Linked DNA regions of Oryctolagus cuniculus: region 1 is linked to region 2. The links are chromatin contacts, called in public Micro-C maps. All regions are on one chromosome and are shown on one strand. The core of a region is the stretch at or near the end of the contact, and the rest is flanking DNA. Distances in the headings are between cores, read along the strand shown. Region 1 holds the start of DIP2B (disco interacting protein 2 homolog B). Region 2 holds the start of ATF1 (activating transcription factor 1).

Evidence for each region. Hi-C and Micro-C count contacts between places; a contact is called where the count stands out from the background.
Region 1: a contact with region 2 is called in a Micro-C map of ear pinna, with 3 times the contacts expected there. The contact joins the promoter of DIP2B here to the promoter of ATF1 in region 2. A contact is called at or near these places in 2 of 6 Hi-C or Micro-C datasets (ear pinna and an unstated tissue).

What each region holds. Positions count from the first base shown.
Region 1 is chr11:54,096,305-54,102,562 of mOryCun1.1, forward strand. DIP2B (disco interacting protein 2 homolog B) reads right to left here and starts at 3,501. Exons shown (of 38, transcript XM_070052227.1): 1 at 3,229-3,501. The coding sequence starts at 3,328.
Region 2 is chr11:53,859,051-53,865,648 of mOryCun1.1, forward strand. ATF1 (activating transcription factor 1) reads right to left here and starts at 2,225. Exons shown (of 7, transcript XM_070052228.1): 1 at 1,891-2,225.

The DNA of each region.
Region 1 (6,258 bases), core at 2,251-4,750, 240 kb after region 2:
CACGTGCTGCTTTGTTGTATCTGTAAGTGATTTCCTTAACTAGAATCAGGGCTCCCTGAGAGCTTGCAGTCTGCTGCTCACATCTTTAACCCTTGCATACGGCAGGCCCAGAACATCCACCGAACTAAATGCCTACGTGACGGCTCAAAGATCTGAAAAGAGCAGAGAGAGGTTCAACAGAACTATCTGGAATTGTGATTTACACCTGTCTGGTAGCTTCTCCTTAAGAGGAAAAATTAGTTGGTATGAGTAAAGTTCAGACAACAGAGCTCACTATCAAATATATAATAATACATGTGGGCCATGAAAAAAATTTCTATCATTAGAATACTTATAAAAACCTACTCTGAAGGCCGGCATCCCATAGTTCAAACTGCTTCGCTTCCAATCCAGCTCCCTGCTAAGGCACCTGAGAAAGCAGTGGAAGATGGCCCAAGTGCTGGGGCCCTGCACCACGTGGGAGACCGAGAAGAAGCTCCAGGCTCCTGGGCTCCACCTGGCCCAGCCTTGGCCATTGCAGCCATTTGGGGAGTGAACCCGCAGACAGAAGACCTCTCTCTCTCTCTCTCTCTCTCTCTGCGTCTCCTTCTCTGTAACTTCATCTTTCAAATAAATAAATGTTTTAAAAACTTTGACTCATCCATTATTATCTGACTCATCTACAGAAAAATGATTTATGTGATTCATCTACAGAAGAATTCCCAATTCTATGTAAATTCAATCCCTCAGGGATTCTCCAGACAGTTTTCCACGGGTCTTTTGCGCGCAGAAGCGAGAGGCTTCAACTACCAAGTGCACGGTGACCTGCCTGAAGCACCAGACACATCACGGTCTCTGCGTGCACTCTGCGGCAAGCAGCCCACAGGAGGCACAGACCTGCAGTCAGCCAGCAGGGCTGCCTGATCTATGAGTAAAGCCTGCAGCTGAAAATACAGGTAGGCACAAAGGAGGCTCCACCAGCAACCGGCTCAGACCCCGTCCACGGCGATGATCGGCCGCAAGCCTGAGCCTCAAAAGACGAACACAGAGAAATGAAGGCACCACCGCCAGCAATGTGTGATGCACACAAGAGTTAAAAGAACCTTTTTTTTTTTTTTAAAGCAAAGTACTTTTGTCAGAGCAGGCACTGTAGAGCAAATCTAAAACAAACAAAGGTTAAGTTCAAAATATGCCACCAGTCATCACAAATAACACCACAGATTTGGGGCTGCTGGGTGAACTGCATGTGAATTCCTAATGACGCCAACCTGCTCTACAGTCAACCACCTCTGTGCTTTAGGCAACACAGACAGACAGACAGACATGGCCATCACGCTGACACTGCAGGCCCAAGGGTTTCCACTGTACTTTCCCCAGTGTTATCCATTGCTAAGAGATGAAACACTGGGTAACACAGCATAAGTCTGTAAGAAGCAAATTCAAACTAAGTCAGATGCCAACCAAAACAATCCTACACTGGAAAACCAACCGTGCGCTTGTCCTTAAAACGTTTAAGCCCCTGGCAGTCGCAGTTTCAGCGAGCATCACACCTCTGAAGAGAGGGAGGTGAGCAAATCACTCGTGGGTCCTAGAAGCAGTCCCCCCGAGAGTCTAGAAAGACCCAGAGCTGCAGTAAACAATAACCAGCTGGAAGGAGTCTGCAGGATTCCCCTCAGCGCGGAGAAGCAATCAACTCCTACTTCAACCTCACTCCGCCCCAAACGTCCGGGCAAAACTCTCTTTCGGGCTAATCAAAGCTAACTGATCTGTTAACAAAATACTTTTGAAGGTCCAATCTGAATGGAAATCATCAGATTTAATGACAAGGCTCTGGCCAACAGAGTGATGAATCTCAAGAGGCAGGGCTGAAGGGAATGCAAACACCCCTCAATTTGGGGGGGGGGGGACCTTAAAGAAATTTACATCTTAACTAAGGCTCAGCCATTACTTGAATGCGACTGGGTGTGCCTGGCGAATTTTTCAAGCCAAGGTGTAACTAGACAGACAAGCCCCGAAGGATCCTTATCTTCCTAAACACTTCCCAACTGATTAATTGAACACTATGTTGGTAATTAAGTGAAGGTGAACACAGCACCTCCCATACAGTGGGAAAACCTAAAAGACTTCTTTAAAATAATGATTTCCTCCAACGCATGACCGGACCTACAACACAGAAATCTCATACTGACTTTTCATTGTGAGGGATTCTGGAAGGGGGTGGGGGGGCCCCAAATACCTCGATAAGAAAACAAAAAAAAGTCAGAACGCCCCCTGGGACCCTGTCACATACACGCTTTTCCAATCAACAGCTTTCAATCCCGTTGAAAAATGCTACTGGAGAGGGCCTCTGAACAGGAACTCGGCAAGAATAATACACAACTCCGGGGAAGCCACGAAAGTGTTGATCTCAAGCTTGGGGCGGGGTGGGGGGGGCGCTTTTGTCTGAGAGGCAAGGCCGTGATAGAAACGGGAACTTGACAGAGAAGCGATCACAACTGCCCACCACAGAGCGCTGGGTGTCATTGTTGTCCGGGGGGACTTCAGACACCCGTGGCCTGACTTACTCCATCTTTAAAAAAAAAATTTCACTCAATCAATCAGTCTTCCCTGGACCCATCCATTGTCGAGAGAACACCGGCTGGCGGCCAGGATTCGACTCCGAAAGGGAATCAGCCAAGGAAAAGCCAGCCCCAACACCGCACGCACGGGGAGAGCAGCCCTAACGACAAAGGTGGTCCCGACACGGCCCCCGGCTGGGGGGCTCCCCGGGGTTAAGGGCTCAGGCTCCCCAGGACCCTCCACGGTGCACCCCGCATTGTCAGCACGAGGAAGAAACGCCGCTGCGGATTTCCCCCGGGGTCTGTCGTCCTCTCTGAAGCCGGGCCGGGGGCTGCAACCCGGGCGCGGGGCCTCCAGCAAAGGCAGAGGCGAGGGGCGAGCTGTCAGGACCCTGCTCGCGCCCGCCCTGCCCAGGCGTCCGGGCGCAGCTTTGTCTCGGCAGGGACGCTGGGGGACCCCCACCCCACCCCGGCCCTGCTCGGCCCCCTCCCAGGGAAAACAATGAATCCCACCCCCCCCAATCCCCGGGAACGCGCTCGGCCCGGGGCCGGGGGCAGAGAGCGGCGAGGACGGCCGCCGAGGGCCTGCCCACATTTCCTGCCCCCGCGCGCCCCTCGCCGCACCGCCCCGACGCCCGCCGCGCGCGCCCGCGCCCCGCAGGGACCCCGACCCCGGGCCCCAGGCTCCTACCCTCCGAGAGCTCCAGCTCCAGCTCCGCCAGCTGCGCCCGCACTTCAGGCGGCAGCGCGGCCACCGCGGCCGGCGACGGCTCCAGGCCTCGCTCCGCCATCCCGGCTCCGCCAGCCGCACACACTCCGGAAGACGAAGAGAGGAGGAGGCCGAAAGGAGGGACGGACTGACGCGGGCCCACACCCGGCTTACAGGATCCGGCTCCGGCCGCCGAGCGCCGCCAGCGCTGCCGCCAGCGCCGCCGCCATGAGCAAGGGTCACGTGAGCGTGGCAGCCCCGCCCCCCCGCCGGAGCACGCGCCTCTTCCGCAGCCCGACTCGGCCGCGGACGGGCGGGCTCAAGGCGCCCTCTGCTGGGCATCTCTGGAAATGGCGCGCTCGAGGCGGCCATCCATCCCGGGTTCTCCTTTAGCGAAACAGGTTCGCTGGTGGATGCTTGGATTTAGCGCAGCGTGGACGTGGAGTGTCTGCCTGCTACGAAATCGCGAGAGAAGGCTCCCAGCGGCCAGAAGCTTTGAGCTGTCAGTCACATTCTTTCATAGTATTGCAAGTTTTTGTCATGAAGATGTTTGACTCCCCTCCTCCCCACAGTCTGGAAGATTCTGGTGTTTTCATTTCCTTCCAATACTGATCCAGACAGAGACCAGGCCTCAACCCTATTCATTAGGAATTTCTAAATAATAGTTTATTTCATTCACGGACTGGAAGGAAAACTAAAAAATAAACCAGCTGGGGCAGGCACGTGGGCTAGTAGCTGAGAGGCTCACATCCCATAATCAAGTGCCTGGATCCAAGACCGGGCTGTGTTTCCAATTCCTGCTTCCTGCCAATGAGCAAGAAGGGAGGAGGTAACCATCGAAGGCGCAAGGACTTGGGTCTGTGCCATCCAGGAAGGAGGCCTGGATTGATTTCCTGGCTCCTGGCTTTGGCCTGGCCCAGCCCTTTCTGTTTTGGGGCATTTGAGGACTTAACCAGCAGATGGGAGTTCATCTCTCTCTCTCTCTCTCTCTCTCTCTCTCTGACTTTCAAATAAAATTATTTTTATTAAAAAAAGTTGAAGAAAGAACTTCAATTTGAAAAAAGGGTACACTATCACAGCTGGTTGATTAGTAGTCTTTGAAATTTGTTCCCTGCACCTTGTTGGGAAATCTGTGAGAACTTGTATATCTGTGACCTCTGGTTTACACGAGGACTCAGGCATTTTGTTAAAGGGCTGCAGCTGGTGCTGTGGCATAGTGGGTAAAGCCGCCACCTAGGATGCAGTGCCAGCTTCCTATATGGGTGCCACTTCGAGTCCTGGCTGTTCCACTTCCGATCCAGCTCTCTGCTGTGGCCTGGGAAAGCAGTAGAAGATGGCCCAAGTCCTTGGACCCTGCACCCATCTGGGAGACCTGGAAGAAGCTCCTGGCTCCTGGCTTGGGATCGACGCAGTTCTGGCCGTTGTGGCCAGTTGGGGAGTGAACCAGCGGAAGGAAGACCTCTCTCTTCTCTCTGCCTCTGCCTCTCTGTAACTCTGCCTTTCAAATAAATAAATAAATCTCTCTAAATGAAAGAAAAGGCTACAGATTCACTGATGCTGCTTCCAGCAGTTCTCCCCTAACCGTGGAGGAACTTGTGAGTGCTTTGACCCCTGGAATGTGGCAGAGTGACACTGTGTGACTTACCAAGGCCAGGTGTTAGAGGGCCAGGCAGCCTCTACGATTCTTTTCAAAACAAATATTTATTTATTTGTTTGAAAGGCAGGGAGACAGAGAGAGAGATCTTCTTTCCAATGTTTCATTCCCAAAATGGCTTCAATGGCAGGGGCTGGGCCAGATCCAAGCCAGAGCCTAGATCTCCTTCTAAGTCTCCCACATTGGTGGCAGGGACCCAAGTACTTGGGCCACCTTCTGCTGGCTTCCCCTGGGCACAGTAATAGGGAGACAGACATAAAGTGGAGCAGTCAGAACTCAAACCAGTGCTCCGATTTGAGATGTCAGTGTCACAGCAGTGGTTTAACCTGTTGAGCCACAGTGCCAGCCCCTCTTCTTAAACTCTTTGATTCAGTTATGTGTACTGAGTATAATATTTTTTGTGTTATTCTTTTCCTTTTTAAAAAATATTTATTTGAAAGAGTTACAGAGAGAGAGAAGGAGAGGAAGAGAGAAAGAGAGAGAGAAGTCTTCTGTCCACTGGTTCACTCCCCATTTGGCCACAATGGCTGGAGCTGTGCCGATCCGAAGCCAGGAGCCAGAAGCTTCCTCCGGGTCTCCCATGTGGGTGCAGGGGCCCAAGGACTTGGGCCATCTTCCACTGCTTTCCCAGGCCCTAGCAGAGAGCTGGATTGGAAGTGGAGCAGCCAGGACTCGAACCAGTGCCCATATGGGATGCCAGCACCACAGGCGGCAGCTTTACCCACTATGCCACAGCGTCGGCACCTGTTGATTTGATTTGCTAATATTTTGTTGAGGATTTGTACACCTATGTTGATGAGAAAAGTTGATCTGCAGTCTTCTTATAATGTCTTTGGTTTTAGAATTAGGCTGATGCTGGTCTCATAGGATGAGCTTAGAAGTACTCCCTCTGCTTTTATTTTCTGAAATAAATTATAGATTAATTGGTATAACTTCCTCTTTGGTTTAATTGATTAAATTCAACAGTAAATCCATCTGGGTCTCATACCTCCTGGCTTGGGAGTGGTATGACCTAAGTGTTTGTGTCTCCCCAAGTTCATATTTTGAAGTCCCAGCTCCCAAGGTGGAGGTCGTAGGAGAAGGAAGATTTCAGAGATGACTAGAGCTCTGCCCTCATTAAAGAGACAGATCTCAGAGAACTTGTTTGCTGCTTCTACTACGTGTGAACATGGCAGGAAGGTGCCACCTATGAACTAGGAGTGAGGCCTCACCAGATACTGAATTTGCCAGGACCCTGACCTTGGGCCCTTAGCTTCAGACCCCTGAGAAACACATTTCTGTTTGTGAGCTCATTTGCTTATGATACTTTGTTAAAATAGTTCAAATAGACTCAGACAGGAAGGTTGGTAATTCACTGA
Region 2 (6,598 bases), core at 975-3,474:
ATAATTAAAATTACTGGGATGGGAGAGGGAGTAGGAGGTGGGATGGGAGTACGGGTAGGAGGGCGGGTATGGGGGGGGGAAGAATCGCTATATTCCAAAAGCTGTACCTATGTAATTTTTATTCATTAAATAAAAGCTTTCTAAAGCAAATGGCCAGAAAGAAACATTATAACCTAGGCAGTAAACTAAGCTTTTTAATGTCATCTCCTGATTCCTAGTCTAGCAATGTATAAATTGAGCCTCAAAGAAATTGGCAGGTAGTGTGGCTCTCACTTTAAGACATGAATGGGAGACCTGAGGCCAGAACTGGTTTACTCCAAAGTCCTGTTTTTTCCCTTCCACATGGTCCCTCTTCCAGGAAAAGCCTCAGATTGAGCTTTCTCTCCGATCCAGGTCCCTCTTTCCCTAACGCTGTCCCTGCGGCCTGCACACATTTCTAATGAGGCTGCCTGATGGAATGCTGCAGGCCCCCGGGGGTACAGAGCCTGTATCACGGGAATGCTGGGAACGCGGCGAGTGCGCGGCGCCCAGGAGACCCAGAGTGCTATCAATGAATGAAGTAACAATGACCCCGTCGTCTCCCTCTCCACAAAGGGCTCTTCAGCGCCTCACCGGGACTGTCTCCCGCAGAGCTGCTCCTATCGGTCAGGATCTCTTTCATCTCTCCGGTGCGCCCACCTGGACGCCAGAAAGGCTTTTCCCTCTGCCAGAAACCCTACGCTGCCTCTTCTTCACCTGGCCTGCTTCTGAACTATTTCCCCAAACTTCCCCAGCCTGGTCAACAGCCTTGGGGCTGTATAACCCCAGCAACGACAACCCGTTCACCCCATGGCACCTGTCCCAGTATTGCAAGCGGCCTGGTTTTCTGCCTCAATACCGGAAACATAGAGGGAGTGAAAGACAAAAGGGATGCGGCAAGGATCAAAGCAGGACTTCCCCTGGCTTTCAGAAACGGGGCGACGCAGGCACGGGAAAACCTGCAGAGACAGCCACATCCTGCGCTGCAGTTGGAAATTCAACATAAATAAGGAGCGTGATGGGGTTGGGGGGCAAGGCCTGTGTGCCGGGGAGCGCCGCCTGCCGGCCACGCCGCGGCACTGCGCCGACCCATGCGCGGGGGGCATCACGCACGCTCCGCGCCGGGACCCCAGACCCGGACGCGAGCGCAGGCTCTCGAGGACCTGTCCGCCAGGGAGGGGCGGACAGCCGGCACGGGAGCCGCACGCACGCGTGTTTCTGAGGGTCACGGGGCCCTTCGCGCCCCGGACCCGTCCTTCCTCTCGATCCCAGGTGAGGACGGCCCGACGGAGAGGCTGAAAATAGCCTGGGAAGCCTTCCGGGGCGCGCTCGCTCCCCCTCTCCTTCTCGACTATTCTTAGCCCCACGCTCTCGCACAGCTCGCGCCACCAGACACGCTAACAGCCTCCCAGTTCAAACGCGTGAGGCGATGGAAGCGGCTGAGGCGTGCGAACGCCAACGCTCCGCGCTGCGAAACCAAAGCCGGGGCCGCCGGGGGCCTCGGCCGCCCGAAGGGTCGCCCCCAGCCCTCCGGGACCCCCCCCCCCACACCCCTTCCCCACAGCAGCTCCGAGGTAACGGCGGAGGTCAAGGCCAAGGCCAGGCTGTCCCAGCCGGCCGCGGGCAAGCCTGCGGCTTTTATTTCGGTTTAGGGCAGCCGAGGAGAGGGGACGGGCGGCTGAGGGGACCGGAAGCGCACTGGGCCGGGGGTGAGGGGGGACAGGACGACGGGCAGCCCCACCCCCTTCCGCCGCGCCCCTCCCCCCCGCCGCCGCCCGCGCGCGACCCCCCGCCCGCCCGGCGTCTCCGCCCGCGCCACCCCGCCGCCCGGGGCCGGGGGGCGCCGAGGCCCCACCCCCGCCCCCCGCTTACCTGTGGCTGCCGCCTCGCCGCAGTCCGGGGCGGGAACTTCCACTCCCCCCACACACACACCCCTCCCAGATGGAGCCGAGTTCACTGCCCACTTCCCCACCCCCTCCTCTCTCTCTCTCTCCCTCCTCGAGGGCCAGGCGGGGCGGGGAGACGCGGTGTCGCTGAACGGCCCCGCAGTCCTAGGCGACAGTGTCCGCGGCACTCGGGGCCGCCACGGGCGGCATGATCTCGACTCCGGGCCGGGGGCGGGAGCGGGAGGGGCGCCGCGGAGGGTGGAAGTGCGTGGGGGGCGAAGCCGGGGCGGGGCTCCGTGCCGGCCGCCGTCCTGCGTCATCGCGTCTCACGTGACGCGCCGCGCCGCCATCTTGGGCCCGCCAAGCCGCGGGGTGGGCGGTGCGCGGTCGGGAACCGCGGTCGCTCGGCTGGCGGGCGGGTTTTTGGTGTTTTGTTTTGTTTTGTTTTTGGTTAGCAGACTGGGCGACTGCGTGCTCGGGGGTTGGGGGGGTTGGGGCGGCGGTCACCCCCCTGACTCGGACCTGCACCTGTGCCTTTGAAGCTCCTGTTTGCTTGCTGCCGGTTACTTTAGAGATTTATTTATTTGAGAGGCAGAGAGAGGTCTTCCATATGCTGGTTCACTTTCCAGATGGCCAGAGCTTTGTCAATCCGAAGCCAGGAGCCAGGTGCTTCTTCCGGGTTTCCCACGTGGGTGCAGGGGCCGAAGGACTTGGGCCATCTTCCACTGCTTTCCCAGGCCACAGCAGAGAGCTGGATCAGAGGTGAAGCAACTTGGAGGTGAACCAGCGCCCATATGGGATGCCGGTTCTGCAGGGGGCAGCTTTACCCATGATGTTTTTGTTCTAACATGAGACACTTTAGGGTAAACTTACATACATGCGAAGAACGGTGCGGTCAGATCGTAGAATGACGCAAGTTGACTTTTGAGCTCCTCCAGGTGCCCAGCACAAGAGGAAGCTAAAACTTGCAAAGAGTCCCGCGGGCTCTTAGAGTTCACACCCATTGTGGTGCCAGTTAACAGCTCCTGCACGGTGAGCTCGATAAGGCAGCTCAAAATATAAGACGGACCAGCTGTCAACGCTGGAACACTACCACTGGCTTCATCTCTGAAAACACTTGCCCACGTCCCAAAGGCTGCAGAGTCCAAACCTGGGGCCCAGAGGCCGTCCTCTGCCTCCTGCCTGCCGGGTACTGTCAAGAGTTACCCTGCCAAGCGCTCGTGGCTGCTGTCATTCACTCAGCAAACACTGTTCACAATCAGAAGCTAGAACTTGGACCCAGCATTAGGGTGCCTGGGTTTGAATCCTCCTCATCCTGGCTTCCTGCACCCTGGGAGGTAGCAGCTGATGACTCAAGCATTTAGATCCCTGGCAACCCCCATGGCAGACTGTGGGCGTGGCCCAGCCCCAGCTGTGGGGCATTGAGGAAGTGAAGTAGACCAAGTCTTCCTCTGACTCAAACACAAATTTAAAAAATTATGTGTTGATCTAGGAAACAACACTGTGGCACAGTGGGTTCGGGTCCCGGCTGCTCCACTTCCAGTCCAGCTCCCTGCTAACGTGCCTGGAAACTCGGAGGAAGATGGTCCAAATACTTGGGCCTCTGCCACCCATGTGGGAGACCAGGATGGAGTTCCAGGTCCCTAGTGTCAACTTGGCCCGACCCTCGCCATCGCGGCCATTTGGATATACAAGGGAAGCAGAAGATAATTAAAGTATTGAGAAAGAAAAGAAATAAAGTATTGAGTCCCTGCCACCCCTGTAGGAGACTAGATGGAGTTTACAGCTCCTGTCTTCAGCCTGGCCCAGATGCAAATGTTAGAGTCATTTTGGGAGTGAACCAGCAGATGGAAGCTCAACTCTCAATTCTCTCTTACTCTGCCTTTCAAATAAGTTGATCTTTTTTGGGGAAAAAAAAAAAAAAAAAAACATTTATTTCGAGAGTCAAGGGTGGGGGCGGGCTCCTAGCCAGTGATTTACTGCGTAAATGCTCACAATGCCAGAAGCAGGAGCCAGAGACAGAGTCCGGGTCTCCCAACGAGGGTGGCAAGAAGCCACTGCTGCTTCCCAGGGCGCGTGTTAGCACCACGCTGAAGATGGGCTGGAGCAGGACTCAAACCCAGGTGCTGCAGGGTGAGCTGTAGGCGTCCTAACTGCTGGACTACATGTCTGCTCCCAAAAGTAATTTTTTTTTAATGTTTAATTTTATTTGAAAGGCAGAGTGACAAAGGTCTTCCAGCCACTGGTTCACTTCCCAAATGCCCAGAATAACCAGGGCTGAGCCAGGCTGAAGCCAGGAGCCCTGAACCCCATGAGGTCTCCGTGTATGCGGCAGGGCCTCCAGTTGTCTGCTGGCTCCCAGGATGCATGGTACCCGGAGGCTGGATTGGAAGCGAAGGAGCCAGAACTTGAGCCAGGCACTCTGATGTCAGTTGCACCACAGTACCCACCCTGAAAGTAATTACTTTAAAACAAAGTTGGCCAGCCCAGGGTGGCACGACTTTAGTCCTTTAGGCCCCCTTTTTTCCATTTAGAAAGATTAAAATGAAAAAGTTTTGATGGTGCTGCACTTCCCATATAATCATGTAGATTGAATGAGTTTGAAACATGTCAAATTAGAGTGAGTTCTGGGGCCAGCGCTGTGGTGCAGTGGGTTAAAGCCCTGGTCTGCAGCACCTGCGTCCCATATGGGTGTGGGTTTGAATCCCAGCTGCTCCACTTCTGATCCAGCTCTCTGCTGTGGCCTGGGAAAGCAGCAGAAGATGGTCCAAGTCCCTGGGCCCCCGCACTCTACTGGAAGACCAGGAGGAAGCTCCTGGGTTCGGATCAGCACAGCTCTGGCCGTTGCAGCCAACTGGGGAGTGAATCAGCAGATGGAAGATCTCCCTCTCTCTTTCTGCCTCTCCTTCTCTCTCTGTGTAGCTCTGATTTTCAAATAAATAAATTAAATTTAAAAAAAGAAAGAAAGGACATGAGCCCAAGCGGGCGACTTTAGAGCCTACTTCTCAAAAGACAGAAATTATTTGAAGCTGATAGATGTAAGCTTTGTGGACTACAAAGTGTTTTTGTGCTTCTGTCTTGTGATACTCAAGGGGAAACACACACGGTAAACCTTACCCAGGAGAGGTCCTAAGTGCGTGCAACGGTTATATTGTTGGCACCCAAAGAAGGATACTACGAAGCAAAATTTCTCTCTGAGCCTTCCCCTGCCTCTCTCTCTCCCCTCGTTAGTCCCCAGGTAAACCGTGTGGAAACTAGAATTCCTCCTTCCCCAGATTATAGAAACAGATCCCCTTGCCCCCAAAGCCAGCTGTGAAACCTAAAAATACTATTTTTGCCTCCTCCCTACCATTCTTTGTAAAAGTTGACCATGAAGAAATTAAGACTGTCGTCATTCCAGACAGGTCTTGCCCCATACCTGGGAGGAAGCAATGAGACCGAGGGGCTAAGAAGAATCTGGACAGACAGGCCTTGTGGGGCATCCCCACCCATTAGCTCACTCCTGCTTTGTTCCACATTTCTACATGGCTGTCCCTGCTGCATCAAACTTAAGATAAAAATGGGTAATTTGGGGCTGCCATTGTGGCGTAGCAGATAAAGCCACTGCCTACAGTGCCAGCATCCCTAATTCAAGTCCCGGCTGCTCCTCTTCCGATCCAGCTCTCTGTTATGGCCTGGGAAAGCAGTGGAAGATGGCCAAGTCCTTGGGCCCCTGCACCTACGTGGGAGACCCAGAGGAAGCTCCTGGCTCCTGGCTTTGAATCAGTGCAGCTCTGGCCGCTGCGGCCAACTGGGGAGTGAATCAGCAGATGGAAGACCTCTCTCTGTGTCCCTCTCACACTCTCACTGCCTCTCCTTCTCTCTGTGTGTAACTCTGGCTTTCAAATAAATAAATCTTAAAAAAAAAAAAAAAAAGGATAATTCAGCCTGGAGCTGGGGGTCTTCAATCTGAAGAATCCTGTGTCCTATAAAACTGGGCAAATCAGTCTGTTATGCCTTTCTCTTGTTAACCTGTCTCTTAAGGGTGTCAGCTACAACCCTTTGGGTGGAAAGGGACACCCCTTTCCACCTTGTCAGTGTGAAGTCCAGTCACACTATTTCAGGATGGCTGCTTTGCTGCCGCGTGTCATGCATGTCATCTGAATCTGAATTAAACCCGTAAAACTAGTCTGTGAGGCCCTTGGGGGACTAGACCACGTTGGGGCTCCGCACCAATCCTTCTCCTCTGGGGGAATTTCTCAGTCATCCGTATCTCACCAACAGCAGGCATCCGATCTCAAAGCTGGGGCCAGCAGAGTCTTCCCCAGGGAAATTTGATTTGGGCCCAAAATTAGTCTCTCTTTAGATGAATGCACCTAATGTTTCAGACTTTCCTTTAATATATTTATTTGAAAAAAAGAAGGGTAAAGCCGCTGCCTGTGACACCAGCATCACATGTGGGCGTAAATTCTAGTCCTGGCTGCTTCTCTTCCAATCCAGTTCCCTGCTGATACACCTAGAAAAAGCAGCAGATGGCCCAAGTACCTGGGCCCTGCCACCCACATGGGAAACCTGGATGAAGTTCCTGGCCCCTGGCTTCAGCCTGGCTCAGCTCTGGCATTGCAGCCATCTGGGAATTGAACCAGCAGATGGAAGATTTATTTGTGTGTGTGTTTCCCTTTCAAATAAATAAGTAAATCTGTACCCCAAAAAAG